2 separate regions of the Sus scrofa genome follow, and region 2 is linked to region 1. Evidence: chromatin contacts called from public Hi-C data. All regions are on one chromosome and are shown on one strand. The core of a region is the stretch at or near the end of the contact, and the rest is flanking DNA. Distances in the headings are between cores, read along the strand shown.

Evidence for each region. Hi-C and Micro-C count contacts between places; a contact is called where the count stands out from the background.
Region 2: a Hi-C map of fetal skeletal muscle shows a contact between it and region 1, with 3 times the contacts expected there. The contact joins two enhancer-like sites. A contact is called at or near these places in 3 of 5 promoter capture datasets (fetal skeletal muscle, liver and skeletal muscle), 27 of 47 Hi-C or Micro-C datasets (adipose tissue, alveolar macrophages, brain and 16 more) and 2 of 2 datasets of contacts at active chromatin or transcription factors (alveolar macrophages and skeletal muscle).

What each region holds. Positions count from the first base shown.
Region 1 is chr13:127,429,369-127,435,120 of Sscrofa11.1, forward strand. It overlaps P3H2 (prolyl 3-hydroxylase 2), which reads right to left. Exons shown (of 15, transcript XM_021070049.1): 9 at 5,310-5,437; 10 at 3,085-3,180; 11 at 1,486-1,636; 12 at 527-644. Among named protein-coding and RNA genes, the nearest start is that of P3H2, 140 kb to the right of the region's middle. Within about 2 kb of position 4,378, at least 4 of the 83 cell types and tissues checked have an H3K27ac peak or open chromatin away from gene starts, as enhancers often do. A contact at or near this core is called in adipose tissue and fetal skeletal muscle, where this site is marked.
Region 2 is chr13:127,619,062-127,625,515 of Sscrofa11.1, forward strand. No RefSeq gene overlaps it. Among named protein-coding and RNA genes, the nearest start is that of P3H2, 50 kb to the left of the region's middle. Within about 2 kb of position 3,455, at least 4 of the 83 cell types and tissues checked have an H3K27ac peak or open chromatin away from gene starts, as enhancers often do. A contact at or near this core is called in adipose tissue and fetal skeletal muscle, where this site is marked.

The DNA of each region.
Region 1 (5,752 bases), core at 3,128-5,627:
GTGACTACAACTCCTGACTCTTTCTTTACACTCTTAAATATTATTCAATAAGAGAAAGCATTTTTTTCTTCTGAGTTCCAGTCTTATTTATAAAATGCAGACAGAAATGAGTGAGGCGACAAGGTCCCTACGCATGTTGAGATGGCACCCTGATGTGTTCTCAGACTGAGGTACACAGACCACAAGGGATATGCTTAAGTGAAAGCCAAGTAATAAAAAAAAAAAAAATCCCATAAACTTTACTTTTTATATTGAAACAAAATGGCCATTTTGTGGAATCGGATGCATCAAAACGTGCAAGGGAATTTTTTTTTTTTTTTTTTTTGGCAGGGAATTTTTAAAGATAAAAATATGAGACGATGAAGCTGCTTTTCAGTTGTGGCAGCTGCTTCAGAAGATTATTTGAGCACCTCTGCTTCATGGAGATGAATGTGATGACAAGTACAACAGATCAGCTTTCTAGTTTCCATGGGGTTTTGATAACCGTTGGGCAGAAGCTTGGTTTCGAAGCAGGTGCTGGCGGTACCTGTAGTCCCTAAATGTGTAAGCAGGTGGCTGCTTCCAGCATTCATTGGCCTCCGGGTCCAACAGGCAATTGTCCGCATGGATGGGATGACTGAGATCATTTCTTCTATCTTGTTGACCTGCCAGAAAGGGGAACAGATAAGAATGAGAGATGGAGTGCCATAACCTCTGAGAGCAAAGATGACAGTCTGTCTGCACCCACGGCTGATGCTCCTTGCAAATTTGAGCCCTCAGAAGGCAGAGCGGGTGAAAAAACACTGGGCAAGCACAGTCAAGAGACTCTGGTCCTGCTCTGATATGAACTTGATGTTAAAAAAAAAAAAAATGTAGGCAAGTCATACCTGCCTCTTCAGTGCTAAAAGTTCTCTGATATGAATATACATACGGAAACAGCTATATATTTTGTGGGGGGCAGGAAATTTAAGGATGAGGACAAAATGCACACATCCAATGAAAAGATTTGATTCAGCTGAAGTTTGCTGGTGGAAAAATCTACTTCTGTGGCATTCTCTTTCCCTCCTCCTCAAAAGGATGTAGAAGAGAAAACACAGAGAAGAAATAATGACAACAGGGGTAAGGAGGGCTCTGCCTGTCTAAGCTCCCTTCTATCAGTAATCCCTTCATCTTCTACACTTCCCTTCAGTGCTTGTGGGCTATAACTTCTAGGTTCTTGGATCATGAAAAGTGAAACCTAAAGCATTTTGCTGTGATTTAAGCAAACAGGAGGAATGGATTTGAAAGGGAAAGCAGGCAGAGCGATGGTCTTCTGATGCAGCAGGGGACCGACAAGTAGACAAAGTGGGAAGGGAAAAATCTGAGCAAGTAAGCCTCTTTCATTTTAGAGATGGAGAACTCTGCTAAACCATTGGTTTGATGTGTTCATGGAGCTCTGTTCTGCATTGTTTTCTTTCTCATGTCACTGTGGATAGAAGGGAGTAAGCTCAGACTCTGGAATCTCACCAGACAGGGCTGTTCGGCAGACCATGTGCGTGTAGGAAAAATACAGGGTTGAGTTCAGCATGAAATAGGATTCTACAATCTTTCGAGCCTTCTCGCTGATGTCATAGAACAGACGGGCGCTCTTGAGGGGGACGCGGCCTTCATAACCAAACTGAAGAAAAAGAAGAACATTAAAAACCAGTGCGGTGATGGGAAGGCTTGAAGACACGAGATGCTAAGTTTTATTAAGTCAATGCAGGATGTGCATCTCTCTTTTGCCTAGTGGGAACACTAGCACACACTCGTGTGTTTGGATTAGGACAGTGAGCCATTGAAATGAGCCCACTCAGAGAGGGAAAGCTAAAAGCTAATCACCCCGCTTCCAAAACTTATAAACACCTTCTGCAGCTCAGTACCAAAAAAGCAAATAACCCCATCAAAAAATGAGCAGAAGATCTAAACAGACAATTCTCCAAAGAAGACATACAGATGGCCAAAAAACACATGAAAAGATGCTCAAAATCACTCATTATTAGAGAAATGCAAATCAAAACCACTATGAGGTACCACTTTACACTAGCCAGAATGGCTATCATCAAAAAATCTACAAACAATAAGTGCTGGAGAGGGTGTGGAGAAAAGGGAACCGTATTACACTGTTGAGGGGAATGTAAATTGGTGCAACCACTGTGAAAAACAGTAGGGAGATTCCTCAGAAAACTAAAAATGGAATTACCATTTGATCCAGCAATCCCACTCATGGGCATCTATCCAGAGAAAATCATGACTCGAAAAGACACATGTACTCCAATGTTCACTGAAGCACTATTATAATAGCCAAGACATGGAAACAACCTAAATGTCCATCAACAGAGGAGTGGATAAAGAAGATGTGGTACATATACACAATGGAATATTAATCAGCCAATAAAAGGAAAGAAATAACGGCATTTGCAGCAACATGGATAGACCTAGAAATTATCATGCTAAGTGAAGTTAGCCAGACAGTGAGACACCAACATCATATGCTATCACTGACATGTGGAATCTGAAAAAAAGGACAGAATAAACTTCTTTGCAGCACAGATACTGACTCATAGACTTTGAAAAATTATGGTTTCCAAATGAGACAGGTTGGAGGGTGGGGGATGGGCTGGGGGTTTGGGGTGGAAGTGCTATAAAATTGGGTTGTGATGATCACTGAACAACTATAAATGTAATAAAATTCACTGAGTAATTTCAAAAGATAAAAGCTAATCACCCCTCTTTTCTTTCTCTCAGAATACTTTCCTCACTCTTCTCCAAAAAGATGTCTTGTCATGCAGAATTATTGTTTGTTTGAGTGTGTTTTCACCATTAGACCTTGAGCTCCTTCAGGAAGGGGGTAGTGTATTATTTGTCAAATGAAAATTTAAGAAATACAAAGTTTGATAAATTGATGGCCAAAAATGGAGGAATGAAGGAATGCTGAAAAACAATGAAGGTGCTATTTCCTACATGCTTCCATCAACAACCTCAGAGGTCTCTCTCCTAAACCCTTTTCTTCCCTGTATCTGCTATTCCCAGAAGCTCCTGGATTGACATGTAGGAATTCAAACCCAAAAGACGTTATGGCTTTACTTTGAGTGCTTTCAGGACAGTTGCACCTTCAAACTTTTCATTGGGTGTATGAGGCGAAGTTTTTCCTCTGTATCCATCACCAACAAGCATGATCCCCTGGAAGCGAAATACAAGATGCTCCATTAATGATAATTATGAGTTCATCAGGTCTCCCTTTCTGTCTTGACCGCCAAAAGCTGACAATCCACAGCAAGACTCAGATTCATCCCCACTGCATTCCAGGATCCTGGTATCATTAATTCTTCCAATCAAAAGAGGGATCCATCTTTAACTCCCACACCACATTTTCAGTATAAAACGCCACCACCACTTTCTGTAGGAATAGGTGGCATATAAATATCTACTACATCGATGAATTAAATTATTGATTAACATAAAGAGGTTTTCCCAGTGACTTTAATTTTTTTTAGAAGAAATATGAACTTTGGTGAAGATTCTTTCCCTTTGGTATAAGTGAGACCCGTGAAGACATCCAAATAAAAAGAACAAAAAATTTTATGAAAGTAGAGGAGAGGATTTTGACAGTCCCCTCTCCCTTACCCACAGGGCCTAAGGACAGAGCAGAGCCCACTCCTTTGTCTTTGAGGCAGGGCCCAGCTTGGAGAAGGGATTCAGTAACTCAAGTTTCAAGGTCCGCCCCCGCCCCACCCTGTGAAACTAACACTAATTCAGCCAAACAGCTGCCTCCCAGCTTCCCCTTGGGAGGCCCAAGTTTCTCTAGTCCTAGCTCACACTTGACTTCTCTCAGCCTCAGGTCTCTCTTGTAGCAGAGATAACCCTGCCGGTCCCAGTGGCCTCACATGCTGAGGAAAAGGCCAACAGTTGTGAAAGGGCTTTGAAAAGTCAAAGAGGAGATGTACAAACGCTATTGGTTATTATCATAATAATGATATAGTAGAATAAGAATTCTCTCAAGAATAAGCGATGGAAAACAAATTAGGAAAGTAAATCTACAGCCCTAAAATATATGCATAGAAAGGAAAAAAGAAAGGCAGTTCCAAATCTATTGATGGTGTTTGGGGATTGTCCACTGCTTTAGAGTCTCAATGCCACTGTTCTCACCTCCTTAAAAATCCCACTGGTAGAATCAGCAGTTCAGTCATCACCCCCACCCCGCCAGGAGGGGGAGACAGGGCAGGAGCTACAGGAGGAAGGGCTATACTTTGGCCATAGAGTGTTAACATGCATGCAACATGGGAAGGGTGGGCTTAGGAAATGTATATCCAGACCCCTGGGGTGAGGGGCCCTGGCCAGAAGGCACTGAGCAAAGGAGGGGTCCATCTCCCCACTGGCCAGGAAGGGGGCTCTGAGGCAATCTCTAAGGGTTGCATTTCCCTAGGGAGAGGGGACAGCTGCCCCTCCTGCCTCTTGTCGCCCAAGCTGAACTGGAAGGGATGCTGAGCAAAGAGAGGACAGGGTCAGAAAAGACAGGAGGGTGTCAGCAACCCCACCCTTGACCTCAGGGGCCCAAGAACTCTTTGCATAAAATACCTTCAGACCAAGGAGATGGTCAAAGGCACAAGGTTTAAATGCTCAGAAGGAGGGTGGTTGAGAGGGGCCTGGGGTACCCTGAGCCCAGGGTAGACTAAAGGTGTGATTCATTCCCCCTTCCCTGGAAGAGTGATTGCACCACTGGGCCTATCACCACAGGACATTTTCCAGCACAAGGAGGCAAACTGCCTAGGCCTCCAGTACCCACCTTGGGGAAGGGGTATCAAGGTGGCGACAGGCAAGGCCCAGGGAAGGGGGCCACTTTGTACATTAATACTGGGGTGAGGTTTGGGGAGAAGCAGGACTCTACCCCTGGCTCCTGACTCCAACCCTCTCCCTCAGCTGGATGCTGAGCCCACTGTCCATACCACCCCCAGCCCTATACAGGGCCCCCAGCCCTACACAGGACCCAGCCCCCAGAACACTCCCAGGTGAGGTTCTGAGAGGGAATGGGGTAGGAGTCCCAGTGACTTTATATATGAGGCAGGGCACGTACTGGACACTGTTATCCTAGGATTTAAGCCACTAGCTATTCCAGACCCAATAGGTATGGCCAGGTCTGGACAAAATGACAGTCACCCTAACCCAAAGGCTGTAAAAGTGCCTCTGCCATCAATGTGCTTCTCCTAAAGAAAGGGGCATTTCAGGTCTGGTGTCCTGGCTCCAAGTAAGCCCAGGACCAAAGAGCTTGCAGGCTCAGGCCAGGCCGGCCCCGGTGGGCTCCCGGTTCTCACACTGGCAACGCTGTGCAGCTCCCGGCACTGTTCTTCTGACAACACGTTGTCCAGGAGAACACGCTGTGTCCCATTCAGCTGCTCTGAGTTGTAGACAAACGTGATGTTTTCATATAGGAGAGGGCCACCTGCAGGGACAGAGCACATTGTCCTCCCGGTCATCTCCGTCCCCAAGGGGGGAAGCACAGAACACCCAACGCAGTTGTTTTCAATGTGCAGCTCAGGAGAACCTCCTTCCTAATGAGTATTTAGGAATGCAATGGCAAATCATAATTTTGGAAGCTTGAGACACACAATATAGATTCAAGAAAAAGGCAGATGTCTGGCTACCATGTTTCCCCAATAAGGTCATAATTCATATATCACATTTGTATGGTATTTGGGGATGGAGAGGCTCCCCCCCCCCAACTTGATTCCAGAGATGATCCTGCAAAGAAGACTGG
Region 2 (6,454 bases), core at 2,205-4,704, 190 kb after region 1:
GCCTTCAAACAACTAGAGAAGGACAAAGAACAGAACTAAAAGCCTGGACAGATCAAGGAAGGCTTCATTAAGGAGGTAACATTCAAATTATCCTCTTGGAGGATCTGGTTGGGTAAATGGATGGTTGAAAGCCTTTGTATTCTGAATAGCATGTAATAAAGACACAGAGTCATGCTTAGGAACTACATGAGGTCATTATTACTGTTAAGAGTCATTTATATATACAAGGACTACTGAAAAAAGATGTAAGGCTCAGGTCATCTTTTCCATCTACGAGGCCCATACCTTTACCCATCATTACCTCTTACCCAAACTATGCAAATTCGCCCTTGCAGTACCCCAGTCTGAGTGCTGCACATAAACTTTGTGGTCTGAAACATGTTATGGTCCAAAGGATGTTACCCAAGGGATGCAAGAGGAGTGAATTGGAAAGGTACGTATGAGTCTAAGTCTTCAGTTCAAAGCCAAGGAATCCAAATGCCCATGTCAAGTTCAAAGAGCAGAAGGAGAGCCACAAGCTGGAAATGAAATCAAGGGTTAAGCTCAGGATGGAAAGTGGCATGGCACCATCTCATGAAAGAAGGGAAGATCCTTGAATCTAGTACTGGAATATGGTACCTTTCTTTTACTGGTCATTGGGCACAGGGAATGAGTTGTGTATGGTCAGTTTTATTTATTTTCCCCTAACCCTACTTTTTCATTTCTTTATTTCCATTTCCTGCATTACTATATGGTCTGAATCTTGGTTTAAAAGAGTTCTGGCTTTTAAATGCTGCTTGAACTGCCTGTCTATCTTTACCTTCGCCCTACCTTCCCCAGACATTCATTCATTCAGCAGATAGTCTAATTCTCTCCCTTTTTAACTTAATTTTAAGAAAAATTTGACCAAATTCTATTCAAGTACCTACTAATAAAAGAAAGTAAACTATTTTTTCTTATAAGACTTTGTTTTTAAGATATGAGGTGAGAGAAAATATAATACTCAGGATGTATGAACACAGACACTTTCACATCATTTGCAAGGGAGTGAGAAAACCTGTGCATATCTTGTAAATGAAGGATGTGAAAGCTCACTGATCAAATAGTTTTATTTAGACCACTGAGTGAAATTCTTAGCATCAAAAATTCATGTATCTATGTTTATTTATCATCTTTTTTATCACAGCATTTTTTATTACTCAATTACATTTATAGTTGTACAATGATCATTACTAAATATAAAATATAATAATAAGATATAGTTTGTTTTCTAGTAGAGTTTTTTTTTTTTTTTTGGCTGTGCCCTCAACATGTAGAAGTTCCTGGGTCAAGGATCAAACCTGAGCCACAGCAGCGACCCAAGCCACTACCATGACATTGCCAGATCCTTAACCTCACAGCACAACAAGAGAACTCACTCTAGCAGATCTTGAAATTCTAAAGAAAATTTTGAATATCCCATATTGGCAAGGCATTGGGAAAATGGACACTTTTTGGGACTGCTAATGAGAAGGAAAAATAGTCAAAGCTCTTGACTTTGTCACGTATCTCTTGACAAAGTTACCTACATAACAGTTGGACTGTGCATGTAACTTTCATAAATGTATCATTCCATTTGTCTCAGAAGATCCACTTCCAGACCCCTAGCTTCTAGATGGAGAACATTATGTCCCCATGTTCTGACTCTCCCAGAAACTTTTTTCACCATGAAGAAGGTATTGCAGAGAATGCACATCTTTGGAAGAGAAAGGCTTCTAATGTTAATTTTAAATACTGTCTGGATTCTAGCCTCTTCCTTTCTCTCATCAGGAAGAGGGTCCTAAACTCTAAGTCACAGTTTGTGCAAAACTATACACTGGGCCTTTTTAATCCTGTGTTGGGTTCCATCTCTTTTGTGATGCCACCAATTCAGGCTCCTCTTTCCTTTTTTCTCTTAATTATTTAATTATGCCTTTATATAATATCTATCTTGCTTTTCAAAGGAGGATTTTCTTTTAATTTGACTGAAAAGAAATGATAGGTGTTTGTCTTCGAGGCTTTAAAAAAAAAAAAAGAAAAATGCCCAGGTTATGGGATGAGAGTAAAAGATGTCAATTAGCGGTTTGGCGTTTTTGGATTTGTAACTCTCAAATAAGACCAAAGTAAATTATGGCACTACTGTCTGTAATAAGAGATCATACAACTTCTTGTGTGTTGGATATTATTTTTTCTGGAGGGAGGACTTAACCTGGAGTGTTTAGAGGAAATTCTTTCTAAGTCTAGAGTTTTTAAATTGCTACATGCCACACTATGGAGAAATAGACTCACAGAGCTGGAAAGCATCTTAAAGATGATCTAGTCTGACTGCTTCATTTGCAGGTGGGGAAAACAAGGCTCAGAGAGGCCAATTCACTCACCACAGTATAGTGGAGGCAACGGACCTGAGTTCAACTCACAGCTCGTACATCTCCTTGGAGTCATTTCTTTGTTCCAAGGAAAGGTTACACACTACATATGGCTAGCACCAACAGAAGTCTAGAAATACAAGGATCAGGTCAGTACAATGATGCCTCCACTGAAATTTTGCTGGTCACTGAGCATGAGATTATGTATATAACATATACACACACACACACATTTTATAATTAAACAACTGTTTTGTAAGCCTCTGCCAGGTGGTACTAAAAGATTAGTAGACACCATTAACAGCATTTTGTCAGAAGTTCCTGTTGTGGCTCAGCAGAAACGAACCCAACTAGTACCCATGAGGATGCGGGTTCGATCCATGGCCTTGCTCAATAGGTCAAGGATCTGGTGTTGCCGTGACCTGTGGTGTATGTCCCAGAGGCAGCTCAAATCTGGCACTGCTGTGGCCGTGGCATGGGCCAGCCATTAGAGCTCTGATTCGACTCCTATCCTGGGAATTTCCATATGCTGTGAGTTCGGACCTAAAAAGCCAAAAAAGAAAAAAAGAAAAAAAAAAGTATTTTCTCATACTGCAATTATTTACAGAATTATTTAATAGATCCCAGATCTCTTGATTTCCACTTCAGTATTTACTTAACTCCATGTCATACTGCCCTCCTTGGCAGATGAAAAGAGCTGAAAATTAAACTTCACCCAGCTGAAAAAGTAGAGCTGGGATCTTGATTCTGGACTGATTGTACTGCTCTCTGTTCAAATAGACTGGGGCCTAAAGCACAGAAATTGGTGTTGGAAATCCTTAGAAACTCAAAGCTCCTCCTAGCTCTTCCTCCTTTCTCTGAAAATAGAAATGCATATAAAGAGAGAGAGAGAAGGAGAGAGAGAGGGAGAGGGAGGAAGGAAAGAAAAGAAAAGGCACACTGTTTGATGTACTGTAAGTTGGAGGGTTCTGGAAAAATTTATAATGTGTTCTGTACTCAGAGACAAAACTTTCCAAAAGGACATTTATACTATTTCCTTCCAAGAGTCTGCATCCTGTTATACTCTGGAAGAAGTGACCTCATGGTGTTTGTATTTGTCTCTCTCACAAAACTTCTTTTATAGTATTAAGGCATGTGCAGATCTTAGGATATGTAATACACGAGGCTCTGACTTTGGCAGGTCATTCAAAGAACATGCTGCTACTTTTGTGCTGGCGTCATCTTGTTTTATAGTGGCAGAGGGTCTGGGAGCGGGAGAGCAGGATAGGAGGAAGTGCCATGCCAAGTTACTTGGAAAATATATGCCAAGCAATCTAAGGAACCTAATAAAAGAAAAAGAATATTAACTAGCGATACATGTTATTAGTCTCAGAGGAACTGACCGTAATCGCCATAATCCCTTACAGCTTATTAGAATTATAAGGTGATTGCTTGCCCATTACCTCATTTGTACAGTACTTTACAGTTTATAAAGTACTTCCTTGTAGAGCACCTCGGTTGTTTCTTCCAGCATCCATGTGAGTGTTGCAGAACCATTATTATCCCAACTGTATAGATGTGAAAACTGAGGCTTTGAAATAAATAAAAACATGCAAATTCTTTTACATAAATTTGACATAAAAACCATAATTATGTAAATTCATTTGGTTTCCACTAATATCTGTATTAAATAAAATTATTGTTAATCATTATGAATCCCATTTTACATATGTTATATAAATTCACTTGGTTTCCACAAATATCTATATTAAATAAAATTATTATTAATCCCATTTTACATATATTCCACAAATATCTGTAGTAAATAAAATTATTATTAATCCCATTTTACATATAAGGAAGCCAGACAACAGAGAGAGTAAATGACTTCACCCAGATTTTGCAGCAAATTAAGTAGCAGAAGTCAGATCCAGACTGACTCCTTAAAAAGTGCTCTTTCCACTACATAAAACTGCGTCTTTATAGAGCATGGGCTGGGAGTCAGCCAGACCTGTGTATAAATCTTGGCTGTTGCACAGGTGGACGGTAGGGTGAAGTCTGAGAAACTACTTAACCTCACTAAACACAGCTTTCTAATCGGTAAAATAGGAAAAGTAATCTCTACCTCAGGGGATTACTATGAGGAAAAAATGAGCTAATGTTTGTAAAATGTTTAGCGTAGTGCTTGACACAAAGAAAGGGCCCAAGGATTGTTATTGTAATAAATTGGATCGCTGGCCCCTATGAGTACACAAGCCCACCCTACTCCAAATTTATTCCCACCAGAGCTGCTCATAAGTTTTGGAAAGCGTCACTTGTTTTTTTTTTCCAACTACGGCTGTGGATTCCTCCTGGTGCAGTGCAGGAAGATCCACACTAATCTCTGGAACAGGAGGCAAGATCTGAAGTGCCGATACTTTCATCCCCTTCCTTCCATGTCTCCTAGAACCCATACAAACCCCCTTGTTTCCAGCCTCTGTTCCCAGTTGAGGGTGCGGGGTAAAGTGAGAACTACACTCAGAAGGAAAACAAACCGAGGCTGTGTCCGAACATCTGGTTAAAATTCCAGAGCCTGGGACCCCACACCAAGAGTCTCCTGCTACTTTATGGGCATCTCGTCAACCTCAGCTGTCTCCATCGCCACTTCTAAGAAATCAAGCCCCTGACACTGAAGGTAGTTGTGAGGCAAAGAAGCCCTTATAGTCAGGAAATAACAAAGGTGTTTAGAGATCAGCCCTGATGACTCTCATTCTCATGGGAGACAGATGCTTCCCAAGGCTTTCCCCTCTTCCACGAAATCAGCTCCTTATTGGGACAGAATGATCTTCATGAGACCTGGGCCATGGCCTTGCACCTGAGACACTCCCTGACATCCCCCTTGCATTTCACTCATTCTGAATTCTCCAAATGCATCTTGCCGCTCACATTTTAGTGCTTTTGCACGAGTTCTTCTTTTTTGCCAAGAATTCTCCCTCATTCCCTGAACCGTAGTTGCAAGGTGAGTTCCTGTTCTTCTTGAAGATGTATCTTGAGTAGCTCTTCTTTTTTTTTTTTTAAAGTTTCATTGAAGTATAGTTGATTTACAACGTTGTGATAATTTCTGCTGTACAACAAAGCAATTAGGTTTCACATGTTCACACATCACACATGGAGTAGCTCTTCTTTTAAGGAGTATCTCTTAGTGGCCTCAACTGCTGAGGAGCTGTCTGAGGTAAAGTTGGTGATTTTATCTTTTTTCTTTCACCACCTCTCCTATGGTCTTTAAATGTTTTATATATATATAATATATTATACATTATATATATATGTAATGTTTATATATGTATATAAAACACAATGTTCACATAAAATTTCCTTTACAAGTTTCTGACCTCTCTAATGGTAACTTTTTCTGTGATTTATGAAACTTAGTGCTAGGCACATGGCAGGAATTTAATAACTTTTTTGAGAAGCGGTATGATAGCTTTTAAAATTTTAACCTTTTTATATGGTGGATAGCTTTGGCTGCCTTGGGCCTCCAATGTCACTGTGATTTGGGGGGGAATGGGGTTAAAGAAGATATTAAATTTTTGTTAAAGAATGAAAATAACATTTTGGGGGGTTCCAGGTTAATGAACCCCCTTGAATTCTATACTCACCTTCCTGGTGAAAAAGCTCCAGAAAGTACAGGATGTAGAGACTGACTGAGATTCAAATATCAGCATCTCTACATGAAATAAATGGGAGCTGATATTCTTTTTCTGAGTCTTATAATACTTACCTGTGTGTGAAATAATGTGGAAAAAAATCCCACTATCTAACGATGTCTAACAAGGCCATGCATACATATATGCTATTTAGCAGTGTTATTACTAATAAGTGTTATTTTTTTTTGAGACTTCATGGAACAATGAAGCCCAAATACTCTGCAGTTGAATCTCAGTCTTCTCTTTTATTTGCTATATGATATAGGCCCCTTTAAATGTCAGCTAATTCATCTGGAATATGGGGCTAATAATACCTACTATGAAATCTTTTTATAACAAGTAGTACATTAATGCTCTAGCATAGGCCTGAAAAAAAGGAAATGCTCAATAATTAATCAATTGAATGAATGAATGACATTTTTAAAT